2 separate regions of the Ovis aries genome follow, and region 1 is linked to region 2. The links are chromatin contacts, called in public Hi-C maps. All regions are on one chromosome and are shown on one strand. The core of a region is the stretch at or near the end of the contact, and the rest is flanking DNA. Distances in the headings are between cores, read along the strand shown.

Evidence for each region. Hi-C and Micro-C count contacts between places; a contact is called where the count stands out from the background.
Region 1: a Hi-C map of liver shows a contact between it and region 2, with 3 times the contacts expected there. The contact joins the promoter of TBC1D9B here to the promoter of RNF130 in region 2. A contact is called at or near these places in 2 of 16 Hi-C or Micro-C datasets (hypothalamus and liver).

What each region holds. Positions count from the first base shown.
Region 1 is chr5:1,133,958-1,140,890 of ARS-UI_Ramb_v3.0, forward strand. It overlaps TBC1D9B (TBC1 domain family member 9B), which reads left to right and starts at 3,373. Exons shown (of 22, transcript XM_042250852.2): 1 at 3,373-3,533. The coding sequence starts at 3,416.
Region 2 is chr5:946,275-953,037 of ARS-UI_Ramb_v3.0, forward strand. RNF130 (ring finger protein 130) reads left to right here and starts at 3,159. Exons shown (of 8, transcript XM_042250853.1): 1 at 3,159-3,810. The coding sequence starts at 3,564. It overlaps LOC121819715 (small ribosomal subunit protein eS6-like), which reads right to left. Exons shown (of 1, transcript XM_042250857.2): 1 at 4,724-6,763.

The sequences.
Region 1 (6,933 bases), core at 2,123-4,622, 190 kb after region 2:
CTCACACATTACTGGTGGGAATGTGACATGGTGCAACTGCTTTGGAGCACAGTTTACAGTTCCTCAAACACACAGCTTTATCATATGGCCCAACAATTCTACTCTTATGGGTCTACCCAAGAGAACGGAAAACATGTTCACCCAGAACCTTGCACACAGATGTTCATATCAGTGTTATCCATAACAGCCAAGAAGGGGAAATAGCCCACATGTCCATCAACTGGTACATGGCTAAATAAAATGTGGTATACATAAGCAATGGAATATTATTCAGGCATAAAAAAGAATGCTAAAACACAGATGAACATTGACTACATTACAGTAAGTGAAAGAGGCAGAACACAAAAGGCCGTATGAACCGTATGACTTCCTTTATATGTATCTTGCCACTCACTCTGGGCACTGAACCCAGGGTAGATAAAGCACAACAGGGGAAGCTGGAAGAAGACTCGAGGAGCCAAGGGGACTGCAGGCATGTTTATTCTCTCCAGGAAGCGGCAGCCCGGAGTCGTCAAAGACTACTGATATACTACGCCGGACAAAAGCGGCCCGTGGCCAAGTAGGCGTGCAGGTCCAGTGCAGGTCAGCATCATCGTTGTTTACAGAACATAAGGTATGAGGCTGTGGCAGAGTGGGGCAGGAGAGCCTGGCTGATGCCGTGTTGTCAGTCACCCTCTCCAAAATATGAAATGTCCAGAATAAGCAAAATTATAAGGATACAGACAGACTGATTTCTGGGGGTGGGGGGGTGGAAGGGGTTGGGGTATAAGGAATGACTGCGAAGAGCTAAGAGGTTTCTTCTTGAAATGATGAAAATATCCTGGAATTCTGCTACTACCTCCCAGCCTAGCGTGCTGTGCTCTCTGCCTGTTCCCATCAGGGCTTTGCCTGCCTCCTGGCATCAGATTCCCTCCTTCACAGTGTTTACAGTTACACAACTTTGGGAATATACTAATCACTGTCTTGTGAATTTTACAGCAGTGAGGTTTATGGGAATGTGAATTCCATCTTTGAAATTAAGGGAGGAAAATGAAGTAGGCTTAGCACAGTCTAAGTGCTCAATAATTTTTTTTTTCCTTCTCATAGAGAATAGTTCTCCAAAGTTGTCTCCAGATTATCAGCATCAGAATCACCTAGGAGTTTATTAGAAATGCAAATACTCTGAGGGGGGGCCCGGCAATCTGCTTTAACGAGCCCTCCAGTGCACACTCAAGCAGCTGCACCATTTCACCTTCCCACCAGTAATGTGTGAGGAAGGAAGGCACAAAATAACCCTTTACCTCCCCTCAAGGGGTTAACAAGTACAGTTGACCCCGGAACAACACAAGTTAAGGGCACCTACCCTTTGAGAAGCTGAAAAATCTGAGCCTAACTTAATGGCTCTCTCCAAGGTTCCCTTCTATCTACAGTTTTGCGTCTGAGGATTCATCCAACCACCAATCACACAGTACTGGTAGTGTTTAAATTTTTTTTTTAAATGAGAATATAAGTGGACCAGTGCAGGTCAAACCCTAGGTGTTCAAAGGTCAACTGTACTACCAAATTCTTAAGGGTAGATTACTTTCCAGAAAGTACAACACAGATCAGTTTAAGCTTCCAAGGTCTTAAAACAGGCCTCTGCATTCTGGAAGTTGGTTCAGATTCTCAAGCAATATTTCAGAAGACTTAATCACTCTGGCTGTTAACCATAAAACTACCTTTTCATACCTATATCTATTCATATTAATATTAGATTCTTAAACGCCAGTGACAGAAACCCAGTTCAAAACCACCTTAAGCCTCTATGAATGATTCTAAAGTGCCCCCTTCCCTCTGGCTTCCTGCAGGACTCAGGCGGCCTAGTCCATCCAGTTTAGCCCTGGTGGCTCAGCGATAAAGATCCCCATGCCAAAGAAGGAAAGGTAGGTTTGATCCCTGGTCAGGAAGAGCCCCTGGAGAAGGGAATTGCTACCCACTCCAGTATTCTTTCCCTTCTCCAGGGGAATCTTTCCAACCCAGGGATCAAACCCAGGTCTACTCGCATTGCAGGCGGATTCTTTACCAGCTCAGCCACAGGGAAGCCCAAGACTACTGGAGTGGGTAGCCTATCCCTTCTCCAGCAGATCCGGACCCAGGGAATCCAACCCGGGTCTTTCGCCTTGCAGGCAGATTCTCCTGCCTTAAAGGCAGGAGACCCACAGAATCTGCTTGCAAGGCAGGAAGGGAAGATCCTGGAGAAGGGAAGAGAAGAAGACCGGGAAGATCCGCTGGAGAAGGGATAGGCTACCCACTCCAGTAGTCTTGGGCTTCCCTGTGGCTGAGCTGGTAAAGAATCCGCCTGCAATGCGAGTAGACCTGGGTTGGGAAGGTTCCCCTGGAGAAGGGAAAGGCTACCCACTACAGTATTCTGGCCTGGAGAGTTCCATGGACTATATATAGTTCAAGGGGTAGCAAAGAGCTGGACAGGACTAAGCCACTTTCACTTTCCAGTATCCTTGCCTGGAAAATCCCATGGACAGAGGAGCCTGGAAGGCTACTGTCCGTGGGGTCGCAAGAGTCGGACGTGACTAAGTGACCAAACAACAAATCTTGATTCATGCCTATTGCCCCAGGCGACATTAACAGTTCCCTCTTTCACTCAAAGGAGAAGGCAATGGCAACCCACTCCGGTACTCTTAAGAGTCTTCTGGACTGTGAGGCAGTCCACCCTACAGGCAAGCACTGGGATAGCAGAGCTCCACATGTCCAGCCTCCCTCTGCTGCCTACCCAAGCTTGTGCACAAGCCTCTGGGGCCCCAGGCCAGGTGCTGCCCCCGACCCCAAGCCCACCCAGCCTCAGTGACCCCATCCATCAAGTGAGGGGACTGCACTGGTTTCTGAGGACCCCGCCGGCTTCAGGGCTTCCTAACAACCCGTGCTGGACTCCTTGAGGTTCCCTTCGTCTTAGGCCCAAGCGTCAACATGAGTCACCACAACAGACTAACACTTTTCCAGCCACCCTTTCCAAATGTTAACAGGCGCTGGTTTGCTCTGAACAGTCAGCTAAAAATGTATTTCCAAAGGCTATTCCTTTACATTTTCCCTGCAAACCCTGGACAGGTTTTTACAAAACGCCAGGCGCCCTGCTACCTGTGAACTCAACCATTCCGGCCACAGGCCATTGGCCCCGGGGCTGAACCCGCTCCTCGATGAGCCGGCCGCGCGAAGGCCTGCGGCCAGAAGGCCAAGAGGGAAGCGGAGAAGGCCGGGCTCACAGGTCCTGCGAGCGGGCGGGGAGAGCGGAACGCGCCGCGAGCCCCGAGGCCCCGCTGCGCCGGCGGCCGCCAGGGGGCGCCGCCGGCCCGCGCGCCCCGCCCCGCCCGCTCGGCTCCGCGAGGCGGCTACGGCGGCGGCGCTTCCGCCCGGCCCGCGTCGGCCGGGTGAGCGCGGCGCCGCGATGTGGCTGGGCCCGGAGGAGGTGCTGGTGGCCAACGCGCTGTGGGTGACGGAGCGCGCCAACCCCTTCTTCGTGCTGCAGCGGCGCCGCGGCCACGGCAAGGGCGGCGGCCTCACGGGTGAGAGGCGCGCGGTGGCCGGGCCTGTGGGCGCCGCCGCGGGGCGGGCGAGGAAGGAGCGCCGGCGAGCGAGGGCCGGCCGCCGGCCAGGCCGGGCCGCCGAGCGGCGCTGCGGACGCGCACGTCGGCGCGCGGCGGGGCCGGCGGCGCGGGGCCGGGCCGGGAGCGGGGCGGGAGGCCGGGAAGCGGGCCGCGGGCGGGCGGTGGGCGCCGGCCGGGGCGGCGCCGGGAAAGGACCGGGCTGGGGCCTCGAGGAAGACATCTGCGCTCGCGTCAGGGGGCGGCCGGGGAGCCTGCGGCCGAGCGGGGAGGCCAGAAGAAGGCTGGCGGCGGCCCCTGCCGGATTCGGCGCCCGGGACCTTCCCGGGGCTCCGCGGAGGCTTGTGCAGCTGCCCGGCACGGGTCTCACGGCGGAGAGTTCGCGGGATCTCCTGGGCCTCTGCTTCCCCCAGGGCCTCCCAGGAGGGGCCGAGGGACACAAGCATTCCTTTCCTTCTCCTCCTCCTTTCCCCGCTCAGCGAAGAATTGCCTTTTTAGTGAGATCAGAGTTCCTCCCAGCTGCTGCCTGACTCAGCTTCCATCTCTCCAGCTTCTCCTCCTCCGTCTTTCCCGCTTCTTGGTGCGTTGGACCTGCAGAACGAGGCTTAGCTGGATCACCGATATATGTGTTCTGATGACCTAGGCAGGGTGCCTCTTTGCCCGTCTGTCTGGGCACTACGCAGGACTGTCTCTCCTGGGGTGTGTGGCATTTGGGTTCCCGGGGATGTCCCCTGGGCACCCCTTCTACAGGTGTTGTCCACAGTCCAGGCACTGCCGCAGCAGACCTGGATCAGTCTTAGCCAGACCAGTGCCCGTGCTCCCCTGGCGGCCCATTGCTGCCATTGAGGACCTCGGGCCCAGTGTTGCCGGGTCTTCTAATTATCAAGAGAATTTTCTGTGAAATGTCCTAATGTTAAATATTAGCAGCTAATATAGCCCTGTCAGGTGCAGACGGAGGCTTTCCACGGGAGAACGCTTCCTTCAGCCTCTCCTGGGCCACCTCCTGACCTGGAAGTGTGTGAGGTTACCAGGAAGACTGTTGTCTTCAGTGCCTTGAGCCCCCTCCCAGAGGCCTCTGGAATGGCGGGAGCCAGTGCCAGACCTGCATCCTGGACTAGGCTGTTCAGTGGAGGTTAGACAGCAGCCCCTCTGGAGAGACTGACCGGTGGTCCGCCTCGAAGCCTGTGTAGAAATTGAATGCTCAGGTGCCCGGTACCTTCAGGTATATCAGCATACCCATGTTTCAGTCTCAGGGCTTGCTCTTGCTCTGCGTTTCCACAGGTCGTCCCAGTGCGAGCCTGGGTCCCTCTGTGCTCTGCCTTCCTGTGCAGAGAAGGCCTTTCTACCACCCTCATCTCTCCATGTCCCCCGAAGCAGGCTTTCCAGTTCTCCCCTGGGGACCATGCCTTGAACTCTCTGCTTTAGCTATGTTTGGTCAGTTCTGCCGTGGCCTTTGCTGTGGCCTTCTCTGTGCCATGATGGACTTTATGGTTTCCTGAACACACTCTTCTTGCAGGAGAAACAGTTCACAATGTGGTTTTATTCGATCTGTCTTAAGACAGATGCCAACCTAGATTCTTCGTTGATGACTGTGATGACATGGTCTGCCATTATATTTCAAGTCTTGCAATATAGATATGCCAACGATATAGGAATTAAAATTTCTGAGACCAGAAGAGAAACCTCAACATGAACAGTTATAACAAGTTTATTCCAAACACTGAAAAGGCTTGAATATGCCACTTAAACTGCAATTTACAGAGGCATTTTAGAACATTTCAGTAAAATAAACATTACAGACTCCTGACTTGGATGTATGTGAAAATTACCTTCTTTTGTAACTGATTGTTTTGTTAGACTGCAGGGTGAAAAAGCAGATTAAAATGGAATATGAAACAAGTGTTAAAGTCAAGCAATAAAGTCAATAGTAATTATTCTGGTATCAATACAAAAATGGTCACAAAATATTTTCAGAGCATACCAAAAACAGCATTTTATTAAAAGGAAAAAACAGAGACTTCCGTGGTAGTTCAGAGGTTAAGAATCCACCTGCTGGGGTTCCCCTGGTGACTCAGTGGTAAGGAATCTGCCTGCCAGTGCAGGAGACCCAGGTTTAATCCCTGACCCGGGAAGATCCCGCATGCTACAGAGCAGCTGTCGAGCCTGGGCTCTGGAGCCTGCAGGTCGCAGCCCCTGAGCCTGTGTGTCGTGACTGCTGAAGCCCGTGTGCCCTAGAGCCTGGGCTCTGGAACAGGAGATGCCACTGCAGCAAGAAGTCGCTGCCGCACAACTGGAGAGCAGCGCCCACTCACCACAGCTAGAGACAGGCAACAAAGGCCCAGCACAGCCAAAAGGAAACAAAGTTAGTTTTTAAAAAAGGAAAACTATAGGTCCAATATTCCTTAAGAGCAACAAAAAAGAATCAGCCTGCAAATGCAGGGGATGCATGTTCTATGCCCCCCTGCTCCAGGAAGAGTCCATGGAGCAACTGAGTCCATATCCTAGAGCCTGCGCTCTGCAACGGGAGAAATCGCCACACCGAGAAGCTGCTAGAGAGTAGCCCACACAGAGCAATGAAGCCCCAGCGCAGCCAAAAATAAACAATAAGCAAACCTCAAATATGAACAATGGACAGGCTTTCATTTAGCTGAATAATTCAATTAATGAAGAATAAATCAAATAGTTGCAAAATGTAAACATTTCCTCTGATTTATTGGGGAAATAGTGATGTTGACAAATGTTGATGACATTGTGATGAGAAGGAAAACGAAATGTCCTAAAATGCTTCAGAGATGGAAAAAAAAAATGGGACAATTTGGCCAGTACTAAAAATTTGCCTGTTATTTTTCATCATGACTTTTGAGGCTACATTATCTTCCTGTTGTTGATGTGGAAAATGATGTTAAATATCATTGTCTTATGAAAAAGACATCAAAGTATACAGCCAGAAATGTCAGAGAGACATGTCATAAGAAATGTATCTGGCAGTTAATAATCACATTGTTTTTCTGGATTTTGTGATATTTGTGGTATTGTTTTGTTTAATATTTATTTGTTTGGTTGTGCTGAGTCTTAGTTGCAACATGTGGAATCTGGTTTCCTGCCCAGGCCCCGAACCTAGACCCCTGCTTTGGGAGTGTAAAGTCTTAGCCACCAGACCACCAGGGAAGTCCTTGTTGTTTTGGTTTGTTGTACTTCCTCATTCTGACAAATGCTAGTTTTCAAATCTGATTTTGCGTTTTTCTTGAAGAGGGCCTCCTGGATTACGTGAGCTTTGAGCCCTGTAAAACTTGAATCAGCCCCTGCCTGCAGGTGTTTCTGAGTCAGGAGGATAAACAGGAATAAGTAGGGGATTTTTTGA
Region 2 (6,763 bases), core at 1,909-4,408:
CAAAAATATACAAGCAGCTCATGTAGCTCAATACCAAAAAATAAATGACCCAATAAAAAAATGGGCCAAAGAACTAAATAGACATTTCTCCAAAGAAGACATACAGGTGGCTAACAAACACATGAAAAGATGCTCAACATCACTCATTATCAGAGAAATGCAAATCAAAACCACAATGAGGTACCATCTCACGCCAGTCAGAATGGCTGCTATCAAAAAGTCTACAAACAATAACTGCTGGAGAGGGTGTGGAAAAAAGGGAACCTTCTTACACTGTTGGTGGGAAAGCAAACTAGTACAGCCACTATGAAGAACAGTGTGGAGATTCCTTAAAAAACTGAAAACAGAACTGCCATATGACCCAGCAATCCCAATGATGGGCATACACACTGAGGAAACCAGAATTGAAAGAGACACGTGTACCCCAGTGTTCATCGCAGCACTATTTACAATAGCCAGGACATGGAAGCAACCTAGATGTCCATCAGCAGACGAATGGATAAGAAAGCTGTGGTACATATACACAATGAAATATTACTCAGTTATAAAAAGAATGCATTTGAATCAGTTCTAATGAGGTGGATGAAACTGAAGCCTATTATACAGAGTGAAGTAGGTCAGAAAGAGAAACACCAATACAGTATATTAATGCATACATATGGAATTTAGAAAAATGATCACAATGACCCCAATAAGCGAGACAGCAAAAAAGACACAGAGATAAAGAACAGACTTTTGGACTCCATGGGAAAAGGCGAGGGTGGGATGATTTGAGAGAACAGTATTTAAACATGTATATTACCATATATGAAATAGATCACCAGTGCAGGTTCAATGCATGAGACAAGATGCTCAGGGCCGGTGCACTCGGATGACCCTGAGGGATGGGATGGGGAAGGAGGTGGGAGGGGTGTTCAGGATGGGGGACACATGTACACCCATAGCTGATTCATGTCAATGTATGGCAAAAACCACTACAATATTTTAATTAGCCTCAAGTTAAAATAAATTATTTTTTTAATGAAAAACCTCTTGCCTTAACAGAAAGGTTTCCATTAAATTACAGACAATTACACCCCAAATGCAGGTTGTTTTAATATTGTTCTAGATGCTGGTGCCTGCTATGGTTGTGCACAAAGACCTAATCCCACTTTGTTTGAAAGAGGGATTACCAAGTGCCAGAGAAGTGTTAAAAGCACTTTAGATCCAACTTTCTCCTTGACAAATTCAGAAGGGCCCAAAGAGAGCTTTAAAGAGATGCACTTTCTCTCCAACTGATTTAATACGGTGGTGTCTCTGGGTCTCTATAATCATCTCTTGTGCCAGGGAGCATAGGCACCTTGCACTTTGAAAGACCTTTGTAAGGACAAGTGAGTAGGGGGCATGAGTTTCTCAAGCAGGGGCAGGGCAGGGCAGGTTAAAAGACAGGAGCAGAGTAAGAAAACCCTCACTAGAGAAGAGCTCTACCATGTCGGCCCTAAGTGGTCCAGGGCTGTTTGGAAAGGGAATCCTGGCTCTCAGTGCCTGAGCAGGAGTACTTTGAGTCCAAGGACTCCTTGCCTTATGAGAGGGGTCCAGCTGTGAGAGAGTCTCTTTAAATACAGGGCCTAGGATCTTGCCACTTAATTTGTTGTTGAGCCCATGGACTGAAGCACACCAGGCTTCCCTGTCCTTCACTATCTCCTGGAGTTTGCTCAGATTCATATTCATTGAGTCGGTGATGTCATCTAACCATCTCGTCCTCTGCTGCCGCCTTCTCCTTTTGGCTTCAATCTTTCCCAGCATCAAGATCTTTTCCAATGAGTCAGTTCTTCCCATCAAGTGGCCAAATTATTGGAGCTTCAGCTTCAGCATCAGTCCTTTCAATGAATATTCAAGGTTGATTTCCTTTAGGACTGACTGGTTTGATCTCCTTGCAGTTAATTACTGTATGCAAGTAAATAAAATGCAGTCTCAAGACAGAGCATGTACTAGACAAACAAACCTGGTGGGGATGGAAGGGAAGGAACTGGAGGAAGTACTTGTTAAGAAGGTTGATAAGGCAGCACCAGTGGACATCTGATGTGTTTGCCTGAACTACATCTATACTCTTTCACTGGAAACAGCAGCTCATCTTTCCTTTCAGAAGTAGCCTCTCTCTCTGATTCTCAGTACTTTTGGTTGTGCAAGGTTGACTTCATCCCCTTTCCACCGTAGGACGCAGGAGATCCAAGCTTGGCTAGTTAGTAGATACCATCCTTCCTTCCCGTGCTCAGTTGCTCAGTTTTGTCTGACTCTTTGTGAGCCCACAGAGTGTAGACCTCCAGGCTCCTCCGTGCATGGGCTTTTCCTGGCAATAATACTGGAGTGGCTTGCCATTTCCTCCTACAGGATCTTCCCAACTCAGGGATCGACTGGGCATCTCCTGTGTCTCCTGCACTGGCAGGCACAGTCTTTATCACTGAGCCACCTGGGAATTTCCCTTCCTCTCCACTTCATCATAATGATGAGTGTACTGCCCACTAACATATAAACTCCTGAGTTCAGCTGCACCTGAAGCTAGAATCGCCCTTTCCCTTTCATTTATGCTTTAGAAAAGTCCATAGCTTAAGTGACACGGACTGACACAGGGTGTGTATCTGTGTGTGTGTATGTGTGTGGAGAGAGTAGTGTGTGTGCTGGGGGAAGACGGTGGAGGAAGGAGGGAGCATCACAATTCCTGTCTTGTCCAGTGCCTCTGGAGATTTCTTCTAGTCTGTAGATGTCCTTTCCGAATAACCCAGATATCCTTAAAGATCCGGGGCTAGTGAGCCCCCGTACTCATTGCACAGAAGCGTTCCCCACCCTCTCCCGAGATGCTGATTCCATGACTTGGAGGTGACCAGCTGAAATCCCACAGACATTTAATTTTTAAAATAACTTTAAAGTTTTAGCTATTTTTCTTCTGTATCCTCATCTCAAACTCTTCCACAGTCCCTTGGAAAGCCCCCAGGCTCCAAGCCAGACGCGCATCAGGCCTGACGTACAAACATGGCCGGGTACGCGGCACGCGAGCGACGGGGGCTTGCACGGCCCTCGTGCCGGCGGGCGGGAGCCGACAGGGGCTCGCACGCATGCGCAGGGAGGCGGGGCTGAGTCCCAGGCCTGCGCCGTGCCACTCCACAGGCAGGGGGCGGGGCGGGGGGGGAGCGCGCCCGCGGCGGCTGCCGGGCGCTGAGGAGTTGCTGCTCCGGGACCTTCATTCGGGCGCGTCTTCCCCGCCGGGCGCGTCCTCACGAGGCGCCCCCACTCGGCGGGGCCGGGCCAGGGGATGGAGTGGGCCCACCGACACGGCCGCGTAGGGACCGAGAGGAGACGACCGCGCGAGCCCTGACGCGCCGTCCTCGCCGAAGCGCCCATGGGCGCCTCCCTGCGGCTGTGAGGGCGGCGAGCGGCGGGGCCGCGGCGCCGAGGAGGGCTACGCTCGTGCCCGGCCGCGCACAGGCCGCGCGCGTGCGCTCGCGCTGCAGGGCCGGCCGCGCCCGCCCCTCCTCTCGGCGCCGGCCCGGGATCCCGGTCCGCGAGCGGCGGCGGCCGGAGGGACGATGAGCGGCGCGGCGCGGGCGGGCCCGGCCCGGCTCGCCGCGTTCGCTCTGCTGACCTGCAGCCTGTGGCCGGCGCGGGCGGACAACGCGAGCCAGGAGTACTACACTGCGCTCATCAACGTGACGGTGCAGGAGCCCGGCCGCGGAGCCCCACTTACATTCCGCATCGACCGCGGGCGCTACGGACTCGACTCGCCCAAGGCCGAGGTCCGTGGCCAGGTTCTGGCGCCGCTGCCTATCCATGGAGGTGAGTGCCTGGCAGGGAAAAGAGGAGCTGTGGACGGCGGAGGGGGGAAGGGTCGGCCCTCATCCCCCAGGAGCCACAGCCCGGGCGCGGAGGCGGCGGATGCGGCGCCCCCACCCCGCCCGGATTGATGCGCCGCTCGGCGGGCGGCCCCAGGGTCGAGGTTCCCGTCGTGTCCTTCCCCCGCCCCGTTCGCTGCTGGCAATGAGGCTCCAGACGCGGTATTGGGTTCTTCTCTTCTTTTTAAAAAGGCTTTTTCCCCCCTGGGTTCAGTTAGCTTGTTTACAGGAAGGCATTGAACTGCGAGTTTGCAGGGACAGCTCAGACAAAGGAGGTGGTGGAAGAGCGCAAAACTAGTTCATGATGGATGAAGTCTCAACCTGTATTTCGGAAACCGCACAGGTTCCTTCCCTAAATCACAGACTGCGCTGTATTGATCTGGAAGGATGAGGCCCTTTTCTACTGTAAAAACGTGCCGTTTTTCTTATGTGACAAGTGGAAGGAGAGTGGAGGAGGAAAATGGGCATCTTCGGTGTTGCTTTTGGCTCTTATTGTGCCCCACCAGCTTTACTGTAATTTGACGCCTGAACATCTGACGTTACGACGAATCCGATACCAATTGGAACCTGTAGCCAAGTCTTCAGGTCGTGAGAGTCTGCCAGAGGGAAAATAGGTAAAATTTTTGAGAGTTGTCTTTGAAGCCATTTGGCTTGATCTTACGTCTTCCTATCATTTGCTCTTTAATAATTTGGTATAAAGCATATATTTGTACAAATTTCTGGTAATGTTTTGAAAGAAACTTTTCCCACACTGTGGAGTATGATTTTGTTTTTGGCCCACAGCAGGCTTTATGGAAAAATGTCTACTATCTTCTCCATCTCTACCCACTCTCACCCTGACAGTGCTGAGAGGGGACTTTTTAAAGCTGCTTTTCATGTTAAGATGACCTAAACTAGGCAACCTACATAAGGTGTTTGTTTTTATACTCTAAACTATTAGAACATCATGCCACTTCTGAGATACATGTTTGAATGCGAACATGCTAAGCTGTGTGGTTTTTTGGGTTTTTTTTGTTTTTTTTTGTTTTTTGAAGCAATCTAGATAGGGAAGATGGAGAAGGAAATGGCAACCCACTCCAGCGTTCTTGCCTGGAGAATCCCAGGGACGGGGGAGCCTGGTGAGCTGCCGTCTATGGGGTCGCACAGAGTCGGACAGGACTGAAGTGACTTGCAGCAGCAGCAGCAGCTAGGGAAGAAGAATCAGGAAGGGCTTTCACCAGCCTTTCCCCAGTTTACACCTTCGTTTCAAACGTTCATTTTTACATCAGTAATCAGTTGCTTAGTATGCACTTCTCATCTCCACTTTGTTAAAGAAAAAGGCAGTTAGGGTCCTGCCTTGCCCACAGTAACAACTTTGGCCTTTGGTTCATTCAGTAAATATTTGCTTGCTTGTTCTGTGCCAGTCACTGTGCTTGGGACACAAAATGTTTCCAAACTGTGGCACTGACAATGGTAGCCTGTTTTCTGGGGTTGAGATCTGTGAGGGTCACGTGGAAGGGGAGGAAGAGGGAAAGGCAAACTGTTCTGGAACAAGAACTGGCCCTGTGCAGTATTTTGAAATCTGTGGTTTGTCTTTGGGTTCCTCTAGGCACCTCGAAACCATGATCCTCACTTTAGATACTTGCCTGATAAGTGATCTGTGTTCTGAAACTACTTGTTTCTTGCCTGTCATTCCAAGCAAAACTTGTTTTAGGTGTTTGTATAGAAGGGTATTGGACACTGATGGGTGGTAAAGGCTGGTCTTGTTCCTCCGTCAGTGGGGAGGTTTCAGTTGTGCTGTACCTAAGCCTTATGTTACTGGCGAAGTACTGTGTGAGTTTAGGAAAGTAATTTGGCATTTTAGCCTCAATTTTGTCTGCAAAAGGGAATGGTGAACTAGTTATACCTTAAGTTTATTGAGGGGCTTCCCTGGTGGCTTAGATGGTAAAGAATCTGCCTGCAATGTGGGAGACATGGGTTCAATTCCTAGATTGGGAGGATCCCCTGGAGGAGAGCATAGCAACCCATTCCAGTATTCTTACCTGGAGAATCCCCATGGACAGAGGAGCCTGGCAATTTGCTAAGGGTTGGACTCGACTGAGCGACTAAGCACAGCACAACACAAGGTTAATGAGAGGCTTAAATGGTGCCTACATTCTTACAAGAGGAGATTTGTTAACCTAAATGAATCTCTATAAATTGGTGGAGTTTCAGACATGGCATCAAAGTGAATACGTTGGAGCAGTCTTGGAAACTTGAGTCTATAGTCAGTTCCCCTGGGTGTCTGTCTTCTCTTCATTTCCTCTGTTCTCTAGGGACTCATTTTGTATCCACACATGAGATTGCTCAAGGATTTTTCATGGCCTCGGTGGTGGCATCCTGCAGGTAGTTTGGGTCTGGCTTTCTACTAAGGGATCTGCACACATAGGTTCTTTCAATCCAGCAAATACTAATTGAAAATCTGCTGGTCCCAGCCACCACCCAAGGTATTAGGAAAGAGGGATGGGCCCCAGAAATAAGCAAAACAAATTCTTTCTTTTCTCCCTGAAGCTCACGGTCTAGTGGCATTTTTATGTCAGTTTGCCTATAAACTGTTTCTAAGTCAATGGACTAACATGAAATCTAAGAAGTTTTTGTGCTTTCGCAGCAGAAATTTAGGAATGTATTTTGTTTTCTTGTTTTGGTTTCTTGGCCATGCTATCATTAGCATGCAGAATCTTCAGTTCCCCCGAACAGGGATCTGGCCCACACCCCCACAGTGGAAATGCAAAGTTCTAACCACTGGACCACCAGGGAAGTCCTAGGAATGTATTTTAAAAAACAAGAATGGTGATAGAAATCTGTTAAAATTTTTCATAGTTAAGAAAATGGCTTATATCTATTATGCCAGTGTACTCTAGTCACTTAGTCGTGTCTGG